3 separate regions of the Mus musculus genome follow, and regions 2 and 3 are each linked to region 1. The links are chromatin contacts, called in public Hi-C maps. All regions are on one chromosome and are shown on one strand. Each heading gives the region's core, a stretch centred on a gene start, on an enhancer-like site or on the middle of the called end of the contact. The rest is flanking DNA. Distances are from core to core; before and after follow the strand shown.

The links. Hi-C and Micro-C count contacts between places; a contact is called where the count stands out from the background.
Region 2: a contact with region 1 is called in a Hi-C map of cerebellum, with 2.0 times the contacts expected there. The contact joins two enhancer-like sites. A contact is called at or near these places in 3 of 484 Hi-C or Micro-C datasets (cerebellar granule neurons, cerebellum and liver) and 4 of 115 datasets of contacts at active chromatin or transcription factors (astrocytes, embryonic basal ganglia, embryonic stem cells and 1 more).
Region 3: a Hi-C map of the N1E-115 cell line shows a contact between it and region 1, with 4 times the contacts expected there. The contact joins two enhancer-like sites. A contact is called at or near these places in 2 of 484 Hi-C or Micro-C datasets (the HL-1 cell line and the N1E-115 cell line), 5 of 115 datasets of contacts at active chromatin or transcription factors (T-cell acute lymphoblastic leukemia, double positive thymocytes, embryonic basal ganglia and 1 more) and 1 of 9 other capture datasets (embryonic stem cells).

The regions. Positions count from the first base shown.
Region 1 is chr13:112,158,788-112,161,869 of GRCm38.p6, forward strand. No RefSeq gene overlaps it. Among named protein-coding and RNA genes, the nearest start is that of Gm41063, 22 kb to the right of the region's middle. Within about 2 kb of position 1,479, at least 36 of the 459 cell types and tissues checked have an H3K27ac peak or open chromatin away from gene starts, as enhancers often do. A contact at or near this core is called in the N1E-115 cell line and cerebellum, where this site is marked.
Region 2 is chr13:111,927,150-111,930,231 of GRCm38.p6, forward strand. No RefSeq gene overlaps it. Among named protein-coding and RNA genes, the nearest start is that of Gm15326, 61 kb to the left of the region's middle. Within about 2 kb of position 1,667, at least 33 of the 459 cell types and tissues checked have an H3K27ac peak or open chromatin away from gene starts, as enhancers often do. A contact at or near this core is called in cerebellum, where this site is marked.
Region 3 is chr13:111,979,340-111,982,421 of GRCm38.p6, forward strand. No RefSeq gene overlaps it. Among named protein-coding and RNA genes, the nearest start is that of Gm15322, 14 kb to the right of the region's middle. Within about 2 kb of position 1,407, at least 72 of the 459 cell types and tissues checked have an H3K27ac peak or open chromatin away from gene starts, as enhancers often do. A contact at or near this core is called in the N1E-115 cell line, where this site is marked.

The DNA.
Region 1 (3,082 bases), core at 229-2,728:
CATGGTTTTAATCAACAAATGTCTTTTTTCTTGCCCAACTTTGTTACAGTTGGAGAAAGCCAATAGAAAACACCCTCCAGATCCCTCAAGCTACAAAACAGACCCCTCAGCACTCAGGCTGGTCTAAAAAAACGGCATTGCTTTGAAATGAAGGTGTGGCCAAAACCATGGGCTATTCCAAAGACTGGTTCACAAAACAAAAACAACAAAAGAAGGAAAGGAAAAAGTCAGAAAATACTCATAATTAGTTCAAAGAAAATGCTTCTTAATTTTTTTATTAGAAAGTGGTATGCTTTTTTCTTTTGAATTTCTCTATAGAATTCATTCCCCTAAGCTTCTAATACCTATACATCCAGGACAAATTTCAAAAGCATTTTAAACAAGAAATTATATGAAAGTGAACAGGTACAAAAATACCTATGGGATTATCTGAAAAAAAAAAACAGTTCAAAAGCTGCATTCTGTTGCACAAGGTGTGCTCGAATATGTGTATGTGTGTGTGTATGTGTGCATGCATGATTGACGTTTAATACATGTATATAGTATGTTTGATCCAGCCCTTCTCCTCCAATTCCTCCTCACCCACTACCATCACTATGTTTCTTTCCAGTTTCACATGCCCACCCTTTCCTCTCTCTCTTTCTCTCTCTCTCTCTCTCTCTCTCTCTCTCTGTCTCTCCCTCTGCCCCCCTCTGTCCCATGAATTCCACTTATGTACAAGAGATGCACAAGGTCAAGTCAGACAAACCCCAGTATGGAGCCAGCAGGGGTGGTGATGCTGTGATGGTGGTGGTGGTGGTCAGGCCGTTCCACCATTATCTGAGGAGCCTCTGGAATGGTGACTGTTTTGAAGTGTCACCAAGTAAGTACACTATGTAGGCAATTCAAGGTTAAAGAGGACCACTGACCGCCCCTGTCCCCTTGAGAGGGTGAGAGGGAACAGTTGCAGAGGAAGAATGTTAAGAATGAGCTCCTATCCTTCTTAACAAACCGAACCATAGATTGCTAAAGTTAGCCAACGGTTTAAAGACCCCCACGGCCTTTGCCTATGACCAGCACTATACACAAAACAGTGAACTTCCTTTCGCCCACACCCTTTCAGCCCTCAGAGCTTCCCGGTGGAGAGGACTGGGGGGGTGAGGTGGGGTGGTAAAGATGGCATCTCTCCAGGTTGAGAGTGACAAGCAAGGTGTGGGGCACTGCTAGTGTGTTCATGCTCTGCTCTGCTAGTCTGTCTGGTCCAGCTCTTCGGCAAAGAGAAGGGCACCAACTGGGACCTTGCAGTCCCTCGACTCAGCACAAAGCTTCTTTAGATTAGTGCCCAAACTAATTTTTATGACATGTCATTCCAGTAAGGGCACTGCTGCCTTTCACAGATGGGCTTCCCCCAGATAGCGACTGTTGGTTGGCTGAGTTGGGATCTGGCTGGATTAGGGAAATTTAAGCTGACAGCTGGTCTTTTTGCATGAGAGCATAAAGCCCCTGTTGTTGGAGGAAGTGATGGGGGCTGGTCAGACCCCATGGCCAAGTAGGAGGGCTTGCTCTTAGCAGTGGCCAACATTTCCCAAGCTAAGATGACTTTTTAAGAAACAAAGATCGTTCAAGTACAGTTTCACTGTACATGGCCAAATGAACTCAGGCCCTGCCAAAGAGGCCAGAGCAGACAAGAAAACAGCCCAGGGGAGCATGGTGTGGGAACACAGGAAGAGCTTAAAGGAGCCCACCCTGAGGTGGAAATCCCAGATGGTCTTCAACAAGGAACTTGGCTTCCCTAGAGCAGTGAGTCACCTCTAAGTCTCCTTGGGAAGGCTGACTCCCCTTATCAGCACAAACTGAGAACAAGGATTTGGAAGGCTTATTGTCTGGAAGAAAGACCTGGATATTTAATAAAAGTGTGTGTGTGTGTGTGTGTGTGTGTGTGTGTGTGTGTGTGTGTGTGTGCCTGTATGTGCGCATGTGCATATGTAAGGCACAAACTGACTGTTTAGTCAATATGCTAAAACCTTAATGTGCCTTAACTCATCCAATTCCACAACACTCTTGGCAAATGACACCATCATTTCCCTGTTTATGGAGAGGGCACTGAGGCTTAGTGAGATCAGCTAACCCGTGAGCCACTCTGAAAGCCTAGCCTGCATGAATATCAGTGTTTTTCAAATTATAGGACATAATCCACTAATTACTGTAAATCCACTTACCAGTCACTGCTAGGCTTAACTAGACTAGAGCAACCAGAGAGTCCCACACAGAGGGTAGATAGGGGCTGCTTTGTTTTGCTTTAAGTTCAGTACTGCACATGTTGTGCACCATGGTTTACAGTGCAAACTGCAGTAGCCTGACATATCTCAAAACTAATTTTCTCTGATTTTAAACTTTGTGTGAAGGAAATTAAGTTGCATGTGTTCTCTGGTATCTGGCTCCTTTTGGTACCAGTGCTAATTTTAGAAAACCAATGTGGTGGTTGGAGTTTATGCTGCACTATGTATGTATGTATGTGTGTGATACACATACCATGTGTCATATGACTTCATACTTCTTAAACAAGTCTCCCATGGATGACTTTGGCCTGTTTTCATTCCTTGAAAAACCACTGTGCACTCTGAGAGCTTTCTAGTATTTGCCTTCTGGCAAACATGCATACGTGCACACATGGGGGTCTACACAGGCATAGAATTGCAGGGTCATTGAGCAAATACGAGTTCACTGTTAGCAGAAATGGTCGCTGATTTTCAAAGTAGTTAAATACTTCAAATACGCTAGTAGTTTAAATGTTTTTTTTTCCTTTCTTTCTATGAAAGATGGGTGAGGAAGTTTAAAATATACTTAGATGAAAACCGCAGGAAGATGCCATCTGCCATGTAGACATCAGAGTTGCTTGTGTACACTAGACACCCTCATCCTCAGCTCTTTCCAGTGCCATCCGCATCAGTGAGCAAGACTGGGTTGATGGTGGGACTGGGTAGAATGGTCATGGCTGACAAGTCTTTAATGGGGTGCGCCTGGTGGGCATGCTGATGGTCCTGCCCTCCATGTCTGAAGTACCCTCCTCTTAACAAACATTATTCATTCCTCCTAACAGTCT
Region 2 (3,082 bases), core at 417-2,916, 230 kb before region 1:
GGCTTAGTAGCTAATTAAGTATGAGCGCCTTCTTTTCTCCCTCATGGCCATATGCAGTTTTTGAATTCTTCCGTCACTAACTGTTTTAAGGAAGAAGTTAAATGCAGAATGCATTGAGTTTGGTAGAGGGTTTAAAGGTCTGCCTTTTCCCACCAAAGCTATTTAATATCAGCTGCAGAGTGGGTGTGTATGTGTGTGGGGGAGGGCTGTGACCTCCCTTATTTTTACAACCATTGCCATGATTTCATGGTACTGGCAGCGGTCACCCAAAGGGAAGAAGTAGACTTTATTACAGTAATTATATGCCAGAATGTGGGTATTAAGACAGAAATACTTTTCTACTGATAATTAAATGTCAAAGGAAAAATGACTTTGCCCAACCAGCAGCTCTTCATTGTGTTTTTAATACACTAATGGCCTCAGTGAAGACAAGGCTATGTCCATAGGTTAGAGGTTCAGATTCTGTGTGGCCTCTGGCTTTAGTTTCAGGAATGGTAAATAGAGCAGTTGGGGAGGAGGAGTGTGTGTCAGAACAAGTTAGCGTGATCCCCTCCTTCCCCTAGAGTGTAAAGTCAGATATGTGTTTACTTGAAAAGACGTGGCCATTGGATTTGCAGATAGGTTGTGACCTCCACTGAATCACACTGCTGTTTCTGTGTTCCTGTAGTGCCAGGGATCAAACTCAGGGCCGTGTATGTACTAGGTAAGCATGACACTGCTAAGCCAAATCCCCAGACCATACTGGATCCCTTTATCACTTTTCTCTAATACGTTTTGATGCATTTGTGAATGCCGGAAGAAAAAGAATATGGCTGGAAATTTATCCATAATCATGGTGTTTTTCTGACTTATGTAAAAATGTAAAATCCTAAATAAGTTGAAGAAGGACTGGATAAGTACCAGGAGGTATAACTTTTAAAATTAGTCATATGCTCAAAAATACAAGCTTGTGGCTACTAAGTTATACTCATCAGGCATTAATTGTAGACCAGTACATGTCTGAGATGGCAAATATGATCCCTATGTCAAAAGACTGCATTATGCCACATTTGATTAACTCTGCAACTGAGTTTGGTTCAATCACCGAAACAACTTATGAGTTTCTTTGACCACCCTCAAATAGCTAAAAGGTATAATTCTTTTTAACCCTTGATTTGAAGTGGGCACTTAGTTCATTCTCTGATGTGCTGATTAGCCTGAGTGGATAAACAGAATATTTGTAGAAAGTCAGTAGCAAACATCAGAGCAGATTTGAGAGTTCAGTCTTCATCAAGTGAGAACCCTTCTTAAATTTTTGGCCAGTTGTTAAGCCATGCAGACTACTTGAAAGCGATCTTGTATTTTTCTATAGCACCCGTGTTTGATCCTGATACAAATGCTTGAGGTTGATTTTTCAGTTTGAGTTTCAGCCTATATTGTTTTCTTTTTGGTTATACAGAAGGATCTAGGTTCAGTATGTCTGGAGGTAAGTTGCTGGTGGATTCTGAAGTGGGGAATACCTTCAGGGAGCCTTGATCTGGGAAGCACTGGTCACCCCAATTCACAACAGGCTGGGGTGCTTGCTGCTGCTGCCAGCTTCATTGCTGGAAGTCCAGACTGGTCTCCAGATCATGGCACTGACTCTTCTTCTGTGTTTCCTCTGTTCTCTGCAGTGGGTTTGTCTTCAACAATGAGCTATTCATGGGCACTGAGCGAGCTACCCAGGACAGAGGCGACGGCTGCAGACCCTGCGGGCAGTTGGACATGCTCCAGTCCAGATATTCTTGGGAATGTGGAATTATTTGAATCAAAGGGAAATAAATCTTTTGCAAATGTTAATACAAATGGCTGTGGGAAGGGTTTGGTGCTAAAAGAGTAGCTGAAAATTCTTGGTGCCTACTGAGTTATTTTTTTGGCAGGGAATACTAGGTTGCTATGGGAATGATAAAGACACGATAATAGTCATATTTTAATGGTTCTTCTTACAATGTTGTACTGCGTCCTCTTCAACTGTGCTGGGATGATAAAGCTTGCTCTTTGAGTCATCTGACCACTCTTATCTTGTGTTTAGTTTCTTACTCAATTGCATTTGAACTTGAAAGCATAACTCTGAGTCTGTTCATGAATCCATTTTCTTTTTCACCAGCGCATTCAAGGTTTATATTGCCAACTGTAAGCTTCCCTTTTCATACGTTATGTTGGAATGGGTGTACCCTGGGAGATCTGAAAGTCTATATACTGTTCTGATATAATGGAAAGGGAAAACTGTATAGTACATGCCAAAGGTTAGCTGTTCCGGGCTATCTCTCCTTTGCCACACTTAGATATGTCACAGTGGGGAAGTCACTAAACTATGTCTCTGTATTTGTAAAATAGAGATAATTGCATAACTACTGTGGTGGTGTGAGCTCCTTAGACCATGTACATAAAATTCTAGCAAGGTGATCACGAGTATCTGTTTCTCAAAAACCTAAAACTCGATCTACCGTATGACCCAGCAATAATACTCCTGGGTCTTTACTCAAAAGACATCAAGTCAACATAGCAAAGATGTTTACACATCAATGTTTGCTGAAGCATTATCCTAGCAGCTAAGCTAACCAAGGAACAGAAAAAGAAAATGTGATCTACTTCTCAACAGGAGAGAAATCATGTCGGGCATTGGAAATCTAGCCCACTCGTCAAGGTGGCTGAAGTCATGGATCTTGGAGACGAACCTACAAGTTCTACTTTACTAAACTAGCATCATTCCTAACTGCATTCTAAAAGGAAAAAAAGGAATGAAAACATGTTCTATATACACACTAGAGATTGGTTAGCCATAAAAATGAATGATGTTGTATGGTGTGCAGGAAATGAATGAACCTGAGGCAATCAGATTAAGTGAATTGAGACAAACACCACGTTTCTTCTCACTTGTGAGCCCTAGATTTTATATAGTTACAGAACATCATGTATGTACATATGACACAAAAGCAGAAGTGAAAGTATCTGGGGGAACAAAGGGAAGTAATGTGAGACAGAGGGAGAAGATGCAGAGAGGAGGGGACATTACAGGAATATGTTCATTGTATAATATATACTTGTATGAAAATGTTCTCAC
Region 3 (3,082 bases), core at 157-2,656, 180 kb before region 1:
AGAAGACGCCAAAAGAGGCCTTTGTGGTAATTAGAGGCTGAGGGGAAAGCAGACTTCTCGAGAAAGAGAAGGCATTTCTGTGCTGAAGAGCCCTTTTCACCGGAGCAAGCAGGATCCTCTCTACTTCTACAGGAAGCAGCTTGCCCACTGCAGAGGGGTGGGGTTCCCTCGGATTTCTCTGAAAGCATTTGGAGAAGGAAAAAGCCAGGCTCCAATGCCAAAAGACAACTTTAACCCTCCACTCGCAGAGCCCAAGGTCAACCAAAGGTCACAAGAGTACTGCTGAAATCCGAAATCCGCGGGCTGGGGAGCTCCCTCGGGGCTGCCTCTGATGCTGCAGGAATCGATAGCTGAGATCCACTCCCTAAAGGGCTCACTTGTTGGCCTGTGACGGATGAAGTGGTTCGAGGTGCCCATTAGGGTGCAGAGTAGACACTGATATAGACTTGAGCTCCCACGGCTGCCCCGCCCCTTCTTGAAACCTAATTTAGACCATATCAGAGTTTTCATAAAGACATTCCTGATACCATTGTGCTGTAAATCCTGTCTGATCCGACCTTCAAATACTTATGCAAACTGAAATATGTCTGGAAAGAAGTCAAAACAAAACAAATATGCCACACCATCTCTTTGCAGCAGGCCCCTCCCTCCTCATTTACATTTCAGCTCAGACCTCTCCAACCGGCTCCCAACTGTTTAGGCCAGTTAATTAGTTATAATTGCAGCGATTGTTTCTCTGAATGCACTGATGGCCTTATGTCTGAAAGCCAGCTTAGCCCGGTTTCCAGCATGTGTGAACTGCGTTGGTAGCATTATTTTGTAAAAACTCATTACAGATAAGTGCAGTTAGTTTAGTCTCCATCAAGACCGGCCGTAGCAATAATTCGCTTTCTTCAAACATCTACAGGTTGTTGTGTTCCAGGAGCTGTGACCTCAGCCTCTGCCTTCGCTCTGTCATTTCAGTGGGCTGTTTCCCCGCGGGAGCATTTTGGGTGAAGCGCTCTTAGTTTCGGATGCAGTGTGTTAATGATAATTTACGTCACTGGCAAGTTGTAGCAACATTGAGATCTCGTGGTCTATCTTTTGGCTCATAACACCATGTAATTAGAGAGAGTGGAAACTGGGAGAGTAAAGTGACTGTGTGCTCATATTACAGTCCTGAAACCAAAGGGAAGAGAAGAGGAAGTGGCTGTTTCTGACGAGGATGGGCCTCTCTTTTACTCCCACAAAGGAACGTCACAATCTTCCAGATTTAAAGGGGGAAATAAATGGTCATAAGGTTTGCCTGGTTGTATTATTAATCCATTCATCTAACATGTAGTGAACACTGACAGAGAGGTATGTTTAGAGAGGTAATAGTGTTCTTGTATGTTGTAGGGTTTGCATTCAAATATCACACTTCATTAAGGGGATTTATTCAGTCTTGTGAGGTAGGCAGGGTATGTATCCATTAGTTCACCCATTGGATGAGGAAATGGGAGCTTGCAAAGGTTAATCGACTCACTGGCCTGGGTCCCAAAGCTGGCGAGAGCCTCGGTTAGGAATCAAGGATTTGACTCTATATTTCATCAGTCTCCCTTCCATCTTAAAGACTGAAGAGTGAGGAAGCAAGACACATAAAAAGATTCCGGTAGAAACAAGATGGCGGCCATAGTTGCATCTCACGGATCTAGTGAGACCTGCACGCACCAGGACTGGATATTCTGGTAAGTGAGAAATGCAAACAAATAAGGGGGTGTTGGTGATAATAGGAGTTCCTCAAGACAAGGGCCCAAGATCTTTGCCTATGAGGTGTTCCTCGTGTCTGCTACATCCTTACTTACCAAGCACCTGTTAGTATCCTGAAACAGGCAGGGGAGCAGACTGGGCTGTCTTTACCCCACTCTATATGAACTGTAGTCACGCAGCTGACCTGGGAAGCTATCACAGAGGCTGTAAACATTGAACAAAGATCTGAAGAGTCAGGGCTTAGGTGATCAGAGTCCATAGATGAGGTAACAGAGTGATGTAGGCTGGAGAGATGGCTCAGAGTAAGACACTTGTCATGCAGGCCTGACCACCTGAGTTTGATTCCTGGATCCCACAGTGGAAAAATGTGTGTATGCACATATGTGTGTTATCCTTATAATCTCTATAAGACTGTATATAACCATATATGTATGTATGTGTCCTTATACATACATATATATATGCATATCCTTATATATATTTGACCACATATGACCAGACACAGGGCCAGACTTCTAGGAATGTCACCAACTTGGTCATCAGATGGAGCCCCATGCTTTGCGGTTTCCAGCTGTGGGATGAATTCTTTGCTGCCTCCGCCATCTTGGAATTCTCTTCCCTTTTCAAATAGCAGGCTCTGAATTTGTGTTTTGCACCGTCTAACAGTGTGGAGGGTCCTGACTAGGTGGTTTATTTCATTTATGCAAGTTTAGAGTATATTAGTGTTAGGAGAGTAATTCAAGCACTAGAGAAGGTGAGGAATTATGGGTATTAAACTGGCGAACTTGCTGGAGAAGGCAGGAGAGAAAAGGAAATCTTTTCCTTATACATCAGCTGACTTTAAAAAAAATCCTTAATTTGGTAAAAAAAAAATAGGAGGAAAAAGAACAGCGAACTATCAATTTTTGGCTCTGTTCATGTTAAAAGGTATAGGAAGAGCAGAAAAGCAACTGAGCTAATTTATCGTTTGTTCGATGTTCAACCATAAGTAGCTCAGATCTCTTGGGTTTCTGAGCACATCAGGGGAATCGCATAGGCTAAAAACTAAGGAGCACGGAAGGAGTAAATGTAATATCACTACCAAATAAGCCTTTTGATCAAGGTACAAGAAAAGGCAGTTTTACAGATTTATTCAGATTTGGGGGCTCCCAGGGACAGGGAAGCTATTCTTTTATTTTCAATTTAAAGGCAGTGCTTTCTGTTTGAAAACTTATTTAAGGAAGGGTTTGCTGATGACAGCGTTGAAGATGATGAAGGTAATGATGGTGGTGGTGATGATGACTTAAAGAGGATCGGCTTCTGAGCTGAGTGGTAGATGTCACTTGCCGAGTGTTCTCTGTGAGCCAGGCACAGT